Linked DNA regions of Sus scrofa: region 2 is linked to region 1. A link is a contact called in public HiChIP or PLAC-seq data. All regions are on one chromosome and are shown on one strand. Each heading gives the region's core, a stretch centred on a gene start, on an enhancer-like site or on the middle of the called end of the contact. The rest is flanking DNA. Distances are from core to core; before and after follow the strand shown. Region 1 has its middle 31 kb from the start of LAYN. Region 2 overlaps ALG9 (ALG9, alpha-1,2-mannosyltransferase).

Region 1 (2,855 bases), core at 151-2,650:
CATGATACAGAGAACATTGCCTGTGAGGTACTGGTTTGGATTGGAATTTTAACGAAAAGGAATTAGAGATGTGGGGACCTTGTTTGGTTGCTGAAATGAACCAACCAACCAGAAAAGACATCTCGAGATAACTGAAAAAAAGTTGGACAGGGGCTCAGCTTTTTAGCTACAATTAAAGGTTTATGTTTGTTTTTATTAGCAGCAGTAACAGCACAGTGGTTTTATAAAAGATAAAAGGGCTTGTTGGTTAAAGAGATATATAGTAGGAGCTCCCTGGTGGCCTAATGGTTAAGGATTTGGCATTGTCACTGCTGTGGCATGGGTTCAGTCCCTGGCCTGGGAACTTCTGCATGTCGTGAGTATGGCCAAAAAATAAAATAAAAAAATAAAGAGGTATACAGTAAAAAGCACTGATTTCTGGCATTGTTTTAAAATATGCTAGCAAGAAAAAAGGTAGAGGAAATGAATAAAACATGATTAGCACAGTCTTGATCATTTCACTGTGACAGACACAGAGTCACTGTATTATTCTAATTTTTTATATATTTGAAAGTTACCATCAAAATTTTTTTTAATAAAAAGGAGAGGGAGGGAAAAGAATCACAGCTCTCCAGTCTTGATGAGAAAGGCAGTTCTTCTTTTGGGATACAAGAGAGAGTCTCAAACCTTACTGAGTTTCTCCATCTAGGAAATAATAATAATAATATATTGGCACAGAAAGAACATAGACCTAGTCTAACAAACATTGAACTAATAATCTACCCTCTACAAGGAGCTGGGCTATGATAAATAGGAAAGGATGTCAATTCACTAAGAATCCATTTTCAGGAGTTCCCATTATGGCTCAGTGAGTTAAGAACCTGACATAGTCTCTGCGAGGAGGAGGGTTTGTTCCCTGGCCTCGATCAGTGGGTTAATGATCTGCGGTTGCCACAAGCTGCGGTGAAGGTTGCTGTGGCTGTGGCTTAGGCTGGCAGCTGCAGCTCAGATTCAACCCCTAGCCTGGGAACTTCCATTTGACACACGTGTGGCTGTACAAAGGGGAAAAAAATCCATTTTCGCAAACATCTCCTTATTTAACCCTCACAATAAAACTTGTCAGCAAACTAGACATTATTTTTATGACTTCCTGAGCCAATTATTGATCATTTGCCATATCTCACCCCTCCCCCTGCCCAGATCCATTTTCTCCCCTAGGCTCTGTGCCCCAGCAAGCCAACCACTGGCAGATTGCATCACCCAAGCCTGATGCCAGCTGGTTTCCCATATGATCTGGATAACAGGAAGTTTCAGTGGGTCATCTGTGGGCAGGAGGGAGGAAAGATCACGACAGTCCCTCCTAGCTTGGCTGTCTTATCTGCAGCAGTGCAGTAGCTGTGTCCTCTGCAACTCAAGCTCCACCCGTTGGCCTCCAGTCCAGCTCTCACTTTGAGGAGATAACATAACCCTCCACCTAGTCCCTTCAGGCCCAGGAGTGATAAATCATCCTCTTGTGGCTCTTCTCTGGGCTCCTCCTCATTCCTTGTTTCCCTCCTTAACCCTAACTGTATATTTGCAAGTAATAATTTCATTATCTCCCACTGAACCACGTGAGGCAAATTCCCATCAAAACCTTAATTGATACAACCCAAAGGGTATGCGGAGACATTCAGGGGTTTTAAGAAGAGCATCATAGGATACAGATTTGTATCATACTTTGTACAAGTACCATCATGGCCTTAGTTTAAAGAAGAGATTGGAGAAGAAAACTGAGGGACAATATGACCATTTAGGAGGTCCTGTTCATAATAAAGGCAAGAGATTATAGAGACAGTGGGAATTCAAAGAAGAAGATAGACTCAAGAGAATTTAAGGAAGCAGAATTCATAAGACTTGGCAATAAACTAGACACATAAAAATTATAAATTACAAATCAGAAGCTGAATGCCCAGCACCAAAAACAGAAAAAGGCAGTGATCAATATGTAATGTCCAGTTCTACTTAAGAGACATGCCCTCAAATTTAGCTGAGCTACTCCCGGTAGTAGTTCCACCATATTGCACAGATGGGTGCATCAACACCCATTGACTGAGAGCCTCTGAACCATGCAGCTAATGCCCAAGGCTGATACCAGGATCACAAAGCAAATCCTAAGAAGCATAAACAAGCTTCTCACACAGATCTATCGACAGGGAGAGAAATACCTGGGCCATCGGCATTCTGGTCTCCATATTTATTTCTCTACATATGATCCAATGACTAGTCCTGTTTATGTATGAGACCACCATGATTTGGTCCCCATGACTATCTCCAGAGCGAGTCTAGTCCACTCTGAGACCCAGGAAGGAGGAAGATTCAAGATCTGCAAAGAAACAACGCTGGCTCTTTTCCATCCCAGGACCTCTGCACATATTTTCTTTCCCTCTCCTTAAAAAGATACCTTCCACCCCACTCCATTGTGTCTAGCTCTAATTTGTCCTTTGTCCTCCATCTATAAGGTTATTTTCTCCAGGAGGGTCTTCTCTGATCTCTGCACTTATTTATTTATTTTGATTTTGTCTTTTTAGGGCTGCATCCGCAGCATATGGAGGTTCCCAGGCTAAGGGTCAAATCGGAACTACAGCTGCCAGCCTGCACCACAGCCACAGCAATGCGGGATCCGAGCCGTGTCTGCGACCTACACCACAGCTCATGGCAATGCCAGATCCTTAACCCACTGAGCAAGGCCAGGGGATTAAACCTGCATCTTCATGGAGGCTAGTCAGATTCGTTTCCGCTGAGCCACGAAGGAAACTCTTGCATATATCTTTCTTAATTACTTGTCTTCCTGACTGGGCTGAAAGTACCTTGAGATCACAATATTTACCTGATTGATT
Region 2 (2,855 bases), core at 139-2,638, 260 kb after region 1:
ATTTTCTATACTGATCACTGTATCTAGCCCAAATGGCCATGCCCAAATAGGACCAATACTTTTCTGAACAACCAAATAATATAAATAGCTTAGTGGTGATAGTGTGATTTATAATAAGAAATACATGTTTTTGTTCCTCACCCCCATTCCTAGTACTTCTAAAATTATCCTTGTAATTTCTTAAGCTGTGAGAGTCATAAAGGTCTTTTGTTATGCTAATTAGGGGGCTTTGGGGGCACTCCTAGGTAACCTAAGGATGGGGACTAGTTGCTAGGGGACTCAGCCTTACGATTGGAGGTTGGAACTTTCAGTCCTGTTGGCCCGCCCAACCTCCCATCTCTGGGGAGAGGAGAGAAGCTGGTAATAGTGTTTAATCAACGACGGTCAATGATGCTTATGTAATGAAGCCTCCATAAAACCCCAAAGGGCAGTGTTCAGAGAGCTTCTGGGGTGGTGAACAGGTAGAAGAGCACACAGGGGCTGTGGCGCGCCCAGAGAACAGGGGAGCTCCGAGTCTCTTCCCACATACCTCACCTGTGCACCTCTGCATCTAGCCTGTATCCTTTATAACAAACAGATAAACATAAGGAAATGTTTCTCTGAACTCTAGGAGCCACTGGAGCAAACTGACTGAACCTGAGGAGGGAGCTATTCTAATCTACAGCTGCTGGGTCAAGCCCGGGTGACAACTGAAGGAGAGGCAAGGTGTGGGGGATGTGGGTGCAGTCTTGAGGGCTGAGCTATTAGGGCCTTTCCCATTTTCTTCCCATCTGTTCATCCTATTTACATTCTAGTGTCTTTCCCCTTAATACACTGAACCACTATTCTATAGTGCATAAGTATATATATCTTCTTTTCCTAGGAAAACAATGTTCAGATACCCAGACCTTTCTCAGAAGTTTTGAGGACTCAGAATGAAACAAAATGACTGAAAACACAGGCCTTACTCACACAAGTTTTGATTCTTTTTCTTTCTTTTCTTTCTTTATTTACTTCGTCTTTTTTTTAGGGCCGCACCCGTGGCATATGGAGGGTCCCAGGCTAGGGGTCAAATCGGAGCTGTAGCCACTGGCCTACACCATAGCCACAGGAATGCTGGATCCAAGCCGTGTCTGCAACCCATGCCATAGCTCATGGTAACATCAGATCCTTAAGCCACTGAGCAAGGCCAGGGATCAAACCTGCATCCTCATGGATGCTAGGCAGACCCATTTCCACTGAGCCACAATGGGAACTCCACAAGTTTTGATTAACTAAAAATCCTTAAATTCAGATGAGGAACAGCCCCCCTCTGCACATTTGGCAGGTTTTTCATCTGCTCTGCCCCTCCCTGTGATTGCTTCAATCAGGCAGTGAATGACACATTCGGGTTTTAATCACTGTGTGTTGTGACACCCACCCTGCACCACAGCAATTTCCTGCAATCAGCATTGCTTAAAAGGGTAATCAGAAGGCAGAGGAATAGTCAGAAAAGCCTGATATTTTGCAGCTTGCACAGCAAAATAAGATTAGAAACCAAACCCTTAAGGCCGAAACATTTAAGGGAGGAGTAAGAAGAAGCGGCGTACCCTGAGGAAGGACTCAAGTTCAACTGTGTGTCACCTTTGGGGAGAGCCCTCTCCTTCCTGTCTAAGTACAAATGGGGACTGTTCAGGAACAGAGATTCTGTCCCAGGCCAAGTTCATTAGAGACATTTATATCTTGTATTCTTTACGAATAACCTTTCAGGTTACAGAAAACTAATGGATGGTTTTATTTTCAGAACAGAAATACACGTCTTCTCTGGATTTTAATTACTATTTAACAACGCATTTCCTAAACTGAGTCCTTTTGGAATGCCATCTCCAGAGAATTCAGTTTTTGCACAATCCTCTCCTGACCACCAGTGTGGTGGCAATGCTGTCAACCTTGACCCTCCTTTTTCTTTACAACATTCTGGAAATCTGTGCCCGAGAAGAAAAAACCAGAGTGATCAGAGAAAGGGGGGGGGGACCTTTCACATCATTTATTACAGATGCTAAACCTCAACAGAAAAAAAGCCTCTTTATCTTTTATCCTTGCAAATAAATACTTCTTTCCAGGAAAGCTCTTTAGTGTTTTCGTCTTTACCACAACTTACTATCCCCCTCCTATTAAGGCTGACTATTCTTTTTACCAAGATATACTGTACTCTGAGATGTGGAACCAAAAGCATTAGGTTGGTAAACTCGATTATTTGTATGTATTAAGAGCTCATAGATTGGGAGTTCCCATCGTGGCTCAGCAGAAACGAATCTGGCATCTATGAGGACACAGGTTCCATCCCTGGCCTTGATCACTGGGTAAAGGATCTGGCGTTGTCTTGAACTGTGGTGTAGGTCTCAGCACGTGGCTGCAGCTACAGCTCTGATTTGACCCCTAGCCTGGGAACCTCCATATGCCACGGGTGTGGCCCTAAAAAGACAAAAACAAAAAAACAAAACAAAAAAACAGAACCTCACAGATCAAGTTTACAGCTGGGATGTGAACATTTCATAATGTACTGTTACATCCTTGAAGGATGGGGTAAAAATTGGGAAATAAGTCAAGAGTTGGGAAGGTTCAAGTGACAAGTCTTAAAAACAAGGGCAACAGGGACAAAAATAGTGAATTCTGTTAGCCAGTGTTCTCCTCTACTTGATGAGGTATCTTCCTTAAAAAAGAAAAGAGGAAAAGCCTTAATCTCTTTCCAGGGAGATATTCTATGCTGCTCTCACAAAGTATCAAAGATGAACACTGCAGGAAAAAATAAAGTGTCAGAATGACAAGCTAAGCATTTACCTGGTGCAAAATGCAAGGTGAAAGGAAGCTGGAGGCAAGGTCTTTGCAGGGAGTGA

Evidence for each region. HiChIP or PLAC-seq counts read pairs in DNA pulled down with a chosen protein or histone mark.
Region 2: a contact with region 1 is called in an H3K27ac HiChIP or PLAC-seq map of alveolar macrophages. The contact joins two enhancer-like sites. A contact is called at or near these places in 4 of 47 Hi-C or Micro-C datasets (brain, embryonic fibroblasts, fibroblasts and 1 more) and 1 of 2 datasets of contacts at active chromatin or transcription factors (alveolar macrophages).

Annotation. Positions count from the first base shown.
Region 1 is chr9:39,335,456-39,338,310 of Sscrofa11.1, forward strand. No RefSeq gene overlaps it. Among named protein-coding and RNA genes, the nearest start is that of LAYN, 31 kb to the left of the region's middle. Within about 2 kb of position 1,401, at least 5 of the 83 cell types and tissues checked have an H3K27ac peak or open chromatin away from gene starts, as enhancers often do. A contact at or near this core is called in alveolar macrophages, where this site is marked.
Region 2 is chr9:39,595,648-39,598,502 of Sscrofa11.1, forward strand. All of the region lies in intron 9 of ALG9 (ALG9, alpha-1,2-mannosyltransferase), which reads right to left. Among named protein-coding and RNA genes, the nearest start is that of ALG9, 23 kb to the right of the region's middle. Within about 2 kb of position 1,389, at least 2 of the 83 cell types and tissues checked have an H3K27ac peak or open chromatin away from gene starts, as enhancers often do. A contact at or near this core is called in alveolar macrophages, where this site is marked.